3 separate regions of the Pan troglodytes genome follow, and all the other regions are linked to region 2. A link is a contact called in public HiChIP or PLAC-seq data. All regions are on one chromosome and are shown on one strand. The core of a region is the stretch at or near the end of the contact, and the rest is flanking DNA. Distances in the headings are between cores, read along the strand shown. Region 1 holds the start of ZDHHC22 (zinc finger DHHC-type palmitoyltransferase 22). Region 2 holds the start of POMT2 (protein O-mannosyltransferase 2). Region 3 holds the start of VIPAS39 (VPS33B interacting protein, apical-basolateral polarity regulator, spe-39 homolog).

The links. HiChIP or PLAC-seq counts read pairs in DNA pulled down with a chosen protein or histone mark.
Region 1: an H3K4me3 HiChIP or PLAC-seq map of stem cell-derived excitatory neurons shows a contact between it and region 2, with 5 times the contacts expected there. The contact joins the promoter of ZDHHC22 here to the promoter of POMT2 in region 2. A contact is called at or near these places in 1 of 7 Hi-C or Micro-C datasets (stem cell-derived neural progenitor cells) and 1 of 1 datasets of contacts at active chromatin or transcription factors (stem cell-derived excitatory neurons).
Region 3: an H3K4me3 HiChIP or PLAC-seq map of stem cell-derived excitatory neurons shows a contact between it and region 2, with 5 times the contacts expected there. The contact joins the promoter of VIPAS39 here to the promoter of POMT2 in region 2. A contact is called at or near these places in 1 of 7 Hi-C or Micro-C datasets (stem cell-derived neural progenitor cells) and 1 of 1 datasets of contacts at active chromatin or transcription factors (stem cell-derived excitatory neurons).

What each region holds. Positions count from the first base shown.
Region 1 is chr15:75,094,799-75,097,498 of NHGRI_mPanTro3-v2.0_pri, reverse strand. It overlaps ZDHHC22 (zinc finger DHHC-type palmitoyltransferase 22), which reads left to right and starts at 1,295. Exons shown (of 3, transcript XM_001163688.6): 1 at 1,295-1,384.
Region 2 is chr15:75,273,303-75,276,002 of NHGRI_mPanTro3-v2.0_pri, reverse strand. POMT2 (protein O-mannosyltransferase 2) reads left to right here and starts at 1,397. Exons shown (of 22, transcript XR_010151242.1): 1 at 1,397-1,921. It also overlaps a transcript of GSTZ1 not described here.
Region 3 is chr15:75,412,566-75,415,265 of NHGRI_mPanTro3-v2.0_pri, reverse strand. VIPAS39 (VPS33B interacting protein, apical-basolateral polarity regulator, spe-39 homolog) reads left to right here and starts at 1,382. Exons shown (of 20, transcript XM_001164812.7): 1 at 1,382-1,768. AHSA1 (activator of HSP90 ATPase activity 1) reads right to left here and starts at 1,375. Exons shown (of 9, transcript XM_063793815.1): 1 at 1,281-1,375.

The sequences.
Region 1 (2,700 bases), core at 46-2,545, 180 kb after region 2:
AATGTTTATTTATTAAGTATGCCATCACCCAGAGGAGAGGAACAGGGCAGGTAGGTGAGCTGCGACACCCAGGAAATTGAGGATGGTGATGGCACCAATATTCCTGCAGTGTTTGATGTTTTTAAGGCTCTGCTCCCCCCACCCCCCACTGTTTGATACACATTGGTGTCACTACCCTCTTGGCGCATCACAGTACCCACCTTAGAATAGCGGAGCCCTGGAAGGGGAAGGAAATAGAAATAAGAAGGTGGGGGTGAGGCTCAAAGAAGAAGCTCCAAGTTCAAGCTCTGTGTCTGGATAAACTCCCATTGTCTTTCCTTCTCTCAAATCAGAGCTGCCGGTGGGTCCCAGGGTGATGCTGGGCTGTGTAGAGGCTGAGCGCAGGAGCATTAATGCTAGAACCAGGTTCAAGTCCAGGCTCTGTCACTTAATGGCTGTATGACCTTAGACATGAGACTTAGCTTCTCTGAGCTTCAACCTCCTCATCTCCAGAATGGGGCTCAGCCAGTTTCACAGATCAGGCTGAGAGGATTAAGGAAGCATCTTATGCTAAAGGCTTAGCACAATGCCTGCTACCTAGTAGGGGCCCGATAAGTAGTGTCTCTAATTATGATCTAATCAAGCAGTGCTTGGCCTGGGCAGGCCCTGTTCAAGGGTTTTACATAGATTGTCATTTAACCCTCATATCTCTATTTCACAGATGAGGAAACTGGAATCTAAGATCACACTGGAATTTACAGACGAAGAAACTGGAATCTGAGATCTCACAGTAGTGAATGGTGAATATTCAAACCCAGGTAGACAGGCTCCAGAGTCCCAACTCCCAACCCTCTGTACACAGCCCTTCCGAGGAGATGACGCTGATCTTCATGGGTGTTGCCCTGGCAAGCTGACCTCTCAAACCCCCAGGGTTCCTTCAGTCCGAGTGGAGAGCAGGGAAGGTCGTGGGACATAGCCGAGAGGGAAGGGCAGGATGATGGCTGGAGAATCCACATCAGGGCTGAATCCCAATCTCCCAGCTGGAACGGGCGCTGAAACCAGGCAGGGCGCCCCAGCCCGCTCAAGGGGAATCGAGAGGGGAGGAGGGGGCAAGTCCACGATGCTGAGACTGGCGGCCAGAGCACCGCCCCCAGAAGCGGAGGGAGGGGTGGCGGGGCTGGGGGGTGCCCAGCTGCCATCCCCGCCGCTTCCTGGCCCCTACTCGCTGGCGCCCAAGTGGGAAGCCAGCAGCTGCCCGCTCCCTCCTCCCCACATCCCCGCTACCTGCCCAGTTCCCGAAGCGAAGCGCAGGCTGCGAGCCAGCCGGGCCGAGCCCACAACTTTGCAGCCTCGGGCAGGGCGAGAGCCGGCGTCCGGGGCTCCTCTTGTCGGCGACCAGAGCTCGGTGAGTTGATTTCCTCACCCCTCTGCGACGGCGGCAGTGCGGCGGCGGCGGCGCGGGGGGCGGCTTCCCGTGCGTCCGGGAGGCAGTGGCCGAGAAGCCCGCGGCTGCCGGCGCTGCCGGTCTTTCCAAGGCTCCGGCTGTGCCGCCCTCTGCCGCGGGCGAGGCGGGCGCCAGGGCTGAACGGACAGCTCCCTACACCCCGGGGCCCCACGGGCGGTCTCTGCTGTCCCTTCTCCCGCGCAGGGCCAGGGCTGAGGCTGCCTGCCGAGCGCCCCTCACTCCCCTAGCCCCTGTCCTTCGCCGCCTTCCCAGCGCTGCGGCGCATCTGGCTGCTCCCGCGCCCCCCTGGCGACCGGCGCCGGGAAGGCACTTGCTTCGCCGGAGCCCCAGGCCGAGGGCTCTCTGGGGTGGGCAGCACCGCCGCAGCCCCCGGCGGCGCAGGACTGGGGGCGGTGCCCAGCCCCCGGCGACCACCCTCAGGCGTGCACTGCGCTGCGCCCCAGCGGCAGGGAGAGGCCCACGCTCTCCGCGGAGGCTGCGGGTTCCCGGGGGGCGCTGGGACCTGCAAAGGGGATTCCAAGGTGACCAGTCGACCCGTGCGGACGGGACAGCCTGGACGGAGGCCCCGTGGCATCCACCCATCCTAGGTGCAACCGCCTTCCCAGAACTTTTCTCGCGCCTCCGGCCGGCCGATTCCTTAGCCCCTGGAAAAGTTCTCTCGGGCGCACGGAATCCTATTTCTCGGTGGCTTCCGAAGCTGGCCAGGAACCCCGGCTGTGAGGCGTGGGGTGGGATGGGAACGTGGTGAGGGCTGAGCACGGCGGCGGGGTCGATCCCAGGAAAGGCTGGCCAAGCATCCACTCGTGCGCCCAGGGCGGGCTTGTCGGCATGGAAAGGATTTCGGCGCCATGAGGGTTGTTTGGGTTTCTCTCAGCAGGAGGGCGGGAGGCGGGCGCGAAGGGGGGATTTTAATTTCGCCTCAAATGAAAACGCTCTTCGCAAAGAAATAGCCCGGGCAGCCAGCGTTGGAGAGATGTGCTGGCCAGGACCCGCTGACACAGGTATTCTGGCTGCGCCCCCTCCTCACCCGGTGCCCGAGAGCGAGTGTGAGTGTATCGATTGTTTCAATTGATTTTTTTAAAGCTAGGTAGCAGAGGCTGCGTGTCTGTACACGCAGATATATACATACACAAATACAGATACTCAAGCGCACACAGATTACACGTACAGAGTCACAGACAAGGACACACACACACACACATCGTGGTCCCTCACGCACACATACCTCCAAAGAGCCTTGGGTAACCTGGTGAGGT
Region 2 (2,700 bases), core at 148-2,647:
TAACTATGTAAACCATGCCCCGTTCCTTTCTGCACTTGTAGAACTAAACTTTAAGCCCAAGTATCCATCTCATCAACACTCCTAGAAGACTTCTGTTTCCAATTCAAATATGCATTCTGATTACTTTAGCAGATTTTATTTTTAAATCATGTCTTACACATGATTTGAGAAAAAGACTCCTAAAATCCCATTTGGAAGAGGGAGGACTATACATTATTAACGTGACGCAAAGTCCCATCTAACGTGCCACCTTCCTTAGTGCCATAAAAGTGGTTCTCAAACTTCACGGCACGTTAAGAATCATCTAGACCGCTTATAAAAACATGCAGATTCTCGAGCCCGTTCCACCAGAGATGAACAGAGTGGCTCTGGAGCGGGCCCCGGGAAGAACATGTGAAAGCCGTGAAGCTCCCCAGGTGATTGTCACGACTGCCTCTCCTCGCTCGGGGCCTTTTTTTTTTTTTTTTTTTTGAGCCGGAGTCCCGCTCTGTCGCCCAGGCTGGAGTGCAGTGGCGCGATCTCGGCTCACTGCAAGCTCCGCCTCCCGGGTTCACGCCATTCTCCTGCCTCAGCCTCCCGAGTAGCTGGGACTACAGGCGCCCGCTACCACGCCCGGCTAATTTTTTTGTATTTTAATAGAGACAGGGTTTCACCGTGTTAGCCAGGATGGTCTCTATCTCCTGACTTTGTGATCCGCCCGCCTCGGCCTCCCAAATTGCTGGGATTACAGGTGTGAGCCACCGCGCCCGGCCCGGGGACTCTTAAAATACAAACATTACTGGAAGGTCACCTCCTGCTAGGGCCAAGAGAACAGCATGAAGGGCTGCGAGAAATTGGGAGGCTTGGGGCGACGTTTGGAAGCCTTAGTGGAGGGAGGGGTCTGTTATGGGGAGCAGGGAGGCCAAGGCAGAAGTGAAGCGCGACCAGACAGCGACCCCACCCTGCTACGCACTCCCCACCAGGACCGCCTCCTCTGGCCCAACCCTCCCGGAACTTCGAGCCCCAGCGGGCAGCGCGCAGCACGCAGGCGCAGAGCGTGCCCGGCGCAACGCACTGCACGCCGGGAGTCGTTGTCGGCCTGGGCGGGCGGGGCAGCTCACTTCTGACCCCGCCCCCCAGGGTCTCCAGGTGTCCAACCAGTTTCCCTCCACCCGGGTGCGCGTCACAGACCTTCCCCGCCTGCATCTGGCACTTCGCGCGACCCCCTCCTCCAGGCCGAGAAACTTCGCGCCTGGGACTTGCCGACGACTAAGGCTCAGTGAGACTCGAAGAAATCAGGCCCGTGTCTTTCGTCCGGGTAAAGCGAGGGGCTGGACTAGAAAGATCCTTCCAGTCGCCTCTGGCTCGCCCAGCTCTCCCGCCACGCCCCGTACCTGGGGGCTGCTGGGAGTTGCAGTTCCCTGAGCCCGACCCCTCCTGCTCAGTCCCCCCCGCCCCGGGCCGGCCGGCCCTCCCGGTCCCGACATGCTCTGCGCCTCCTGCCGCCTCCTAGCGGCCCGGGCCGCGACCACGCTGCCCGCCCCGCCCCGAGCCCGGGGCCCCGCGCTCCGCTGCAGTGGAGGGCGTTGCATTTCCTGGGGTACCCCGAGCTGCCCTCTTGTGACTCCTTGGCGGGGCGGCTGGTCAGACAAAGTGTGCCTCCGAGCCGGAGGGCGACCCAGAGGAGGGGGAAGATGCCGCCGGCCACGGGCGGAGGCCTGGCAGAGTCCGAGCTGCGTCCCCGGAGGGGCCGCTGTGGCCCCCAGGCTGCTAGGGCCGCAGGCCGGGACGTGGCCGCTGAGGCTGTGGCGCGAAGCCCCAAACGGCCTGCTTGGGGCTCACGGCGCTTCGAGGCGGCCGGCTGGTGGGCCCTGCTGGCCTTGGTGACGCTGCTGTCCTTCGCCACCCGCTTCCACCGCTTGGACGAGCCGCCGCACATCTGGTGAGTGATGGGAGGGACTCGGCGGGCACCATGGCAACCGCGACGGGACGCCGCCCTCTGATTGGCCCGAGGGTACGGAGGGGGCGGGATCTATAGGAGGAGGGCCGCGGTGGAGGGGAACTTGAGGTATCGGGTGGGTTGGCCTCTGGCGAGGTGCATTCTCTGGGAAGGGGGATCGTTTTGCTCTGGTGGTGGGGCAGTGGGATTCTTAGAATCTGAGGAAGCAGCCCTCATGTCTTCCAGGTTATGCTACAGTGCATCACCTGGCTTGCAAATGTGGCTTTTAAAGGTGCTTTCAACTTTCCAAAGAGAATTGCAAATTTTTGGGTACAGAATTTTCTAAGGCCTGAGTTCCTATGTCTGCAGGATTTTCAGGCATCAACAGAGGAGAAAATACCTAACTGTGTACCTTTATCCTATAGGGCAAGGACAGTTTGGGTGTTCAGGTATGGTGACCAAAGGATTTTATGAGGCAGAACTCGTCTTGTGAGAAGAGATTTATTTTCTTAAAGGTTTTAGCTTGTACTATCCGGATACTGGGTGTCAGAAATGGAATTCTTTAAGCAAAAAGCAGGCAAGAAAACAGACTGTCAGGGTTGCTTTATTTAGAAATTAATAAATTAGCTTGTTATTGTGTCGTGACTGCTGGCAGAAGATGAAACTCCTGGGTTAGAGACAAAGGACTTTATTACAGGAAATAGGATGCATGTTAGAAGCAATTTCCCTTGCCATCCAAGTCCCACAGGGTGACGCTATGGGTTTAAATGGATGACTGCACA
Region 3 (2,700 bases), core at 133-2,632, 140 kb before region 2:
ACCATGAAAGAATAGTACTTAGCTAAAAGGCCCAGAAAGGATTAAACCAATAACCCTGACCTCACTGGCACAGTGTTCTGACCTATCAGATTCGCACTTGTATTATAAACTTCCTACACATTCACTGCCCCCTAGATGGCCAGAAAAACGTTAAGTCCAGGGCTTCAAAACAAACAACAAAAATTAGGTCAAGTACTCTGCATGTTAAGAAGAGACAATACAAAGTGAGATATGGAAAAGAAACATCACTATCTGCCTTCCTACTTATTAACTATTAGAGAAAACAACAGCAAAAAAGGCTGCAACAAAGTAACGGTACAATACAAACATTATGAACAAAGTTCAGTGGAATTCAAAAATAAGGAAACATTACTTTGGGAAGATTTCATGAAGCAGGGCAGTTATTTTAAGAACGGTCAGGTTATAAAACCACGGCTGCTCGGCAACCTGGAGTTCCAACACACCCGACCTGATAGTTCCGGGTGAGAGGCCGCAGCTATCTGAGCTCTGAGCACCTGCACAACACGTTCTCAATCTCCCGCGGGACCGCTGCAGCGGTCCCCTATGAATGACTTTTAATTTTACCGCAGGCCGCAAAATAGGAATTACAGACCCCTGGCCTTAGGCCTTTCACAGCTATCTCCCAACACAATCAAAGGAGGTTCCAGTCTCAGTGACTCCTCTGGCCACGTGTAGTAAGCACCTCCCTGCTCGGGCTGGATGCAGCAGCCAGGGCGTTATCTCCTAGTCTCTCTGACAACCCTCCTCTGGGGCGCAGCCCTCCAAGTCCATCTCCCTCCCCTCAAACACTGAGAAGGTGACCGCGGAGTGGAGAGGCCTGGGGCTACGGACCCCTGCCACAGGAAGGACCCACCCCCATCTCCGGACAGGGCTACCTCAGCCCCGGCTCTGTCCGGACCGAGGTTCTAGGAACCCTGAAACCCTGGCCCGGCCGCAGGTCTCCCAAGGCCGGCCTGCTTTGCTGGCCCTCACCAGTGCCAGTTGTTGACGTTGGTGGCGTCCGCCCGCTCCTCCACGATCCAGCGTGGGTCTCCCTCACCCCACTTGGCCATCGGCTCTCCTATCGCGGCGCCACCAGCTCCGGAGCAGCCGTAGCCACAGCCTCAGGACCGCTTAGTGCCAGCCGCCCGGCAGCGCCTGGAAACTACTAGAAGCGGCCGCAAGCACCTCCTGGCTTGCTTTTCCCTCCACCCCCTCCCCTCCTTAACTTCCGGCTCCTCCCCACTCCCACCGGTTACTTCCGTCCCAACTCGCCGCACCGTGGGTTCCGCCTGATTTAGAGATCCTTCAGACTCCCTCGGGTTCTCCCCAAAAAGCGTCCCGAAACCCAACTGCTCATACAACCATTCCTCACCCATAGGAAAACAAAGAACACGTCTCATTGCTTCCCTGGACCCTAAATCGCCCTTGCTGAGCCTCATGGGAATTGTAGTCTTGCTACGTGACCCGGGGGATAACCGCGGAAGGTCGCGCGGAAAGGATAGGAAATGACCTAGCACGGTGCTTGGGGTTTCTGGGGGCTGTAGTCAAGAAGCCTTGTGGTTCGTCGGGACAGCGCCTGACAGCAGAGGCAGAAGAAACTACGACTTCCAGCATGCCCTGCGGTCTCGTTATTCGTGTTTTCTCTCCGCCCCACGATTATTCCCTTCCGCCCCCTTCTCTAAGCTGCACAGCCTGAACAGAAGGGCTGGTCCAGCGGCGGCGGAGGCTGGCGCTGTCCTGAGAGGGAGGGCTCTGTGCGGAAGAGGTGAGGGTGTCCCAAGCCCCTTGGGTCGCGTATTTGGCAGAGTCCAGCCTCTCCGCATCTTAATCTTTTCCCCTCTTCTAGGAGGCATCCCTACACCCTACGACTACAGGCCTTATTCTCTTCTTTCAGTCAGGGCGACCCTTGGGCGCTGGAGTACGCTTGGGATTGGGGCTGCGAGTGAGCACCAGCGATTGGTTCGGAAGCGGACATTTGGTTCAGAACGAGCATTTAACTCTGCCAGGGATCCGCTGGGCTCTGACGACTGCGGTAGATCCATGGCTTCCTGGACGTTCACCCGTAGAGTCATCCTAGCTTAACTCTTGTTTCCTGGTCTCAGTTCACAAGCCTCACCTGTATCTTCCTGGCTCGGAAGATAATTGAAACCAAGTCTGACTTCTCAGTAGCTGGTTTTTGGAGTTTTCTGAGGCAGGGAGCATGTTGTGGTTTTCTTGCTGATTCTTCTGTTTTCCTTTGTAAAGTTCCTGTTCTCCCCTGAGGTCTCTCACCCTGCCTTGTTGGCTGTCAGTAAACAAGAGACGATAAAGACAAACCTCTGAAGTATTTTAAATCATGTTGAAGCACCTGTCACTCTTAAGAGTGACAATCGTACCTGATTACTTTATAACTCTAGAGCCACTAGATCATTATCTATACTTGCCAAGTAAACCTAGCTTCTCATTTGGCGTTATAAATACAAATTGATGGCAGTTGTTTACTGCCATTGCATGGTTAAAAAGATTCCAGAAATCCTCTGGCAGATTATTGTGTTTGTTAGACACATTCTATGTCTATCTGTAGATAACTACTATAGTGAAGGAATGATCTCTAGTTTTCTGGAAAGTGAAAAATAGGTAGAAGGACCATGCAAGACACTAGAAATGGTCTAGGAGCCAGAAAGCCTGGATTGTAATTTGAAATAGGAGCACTTAACA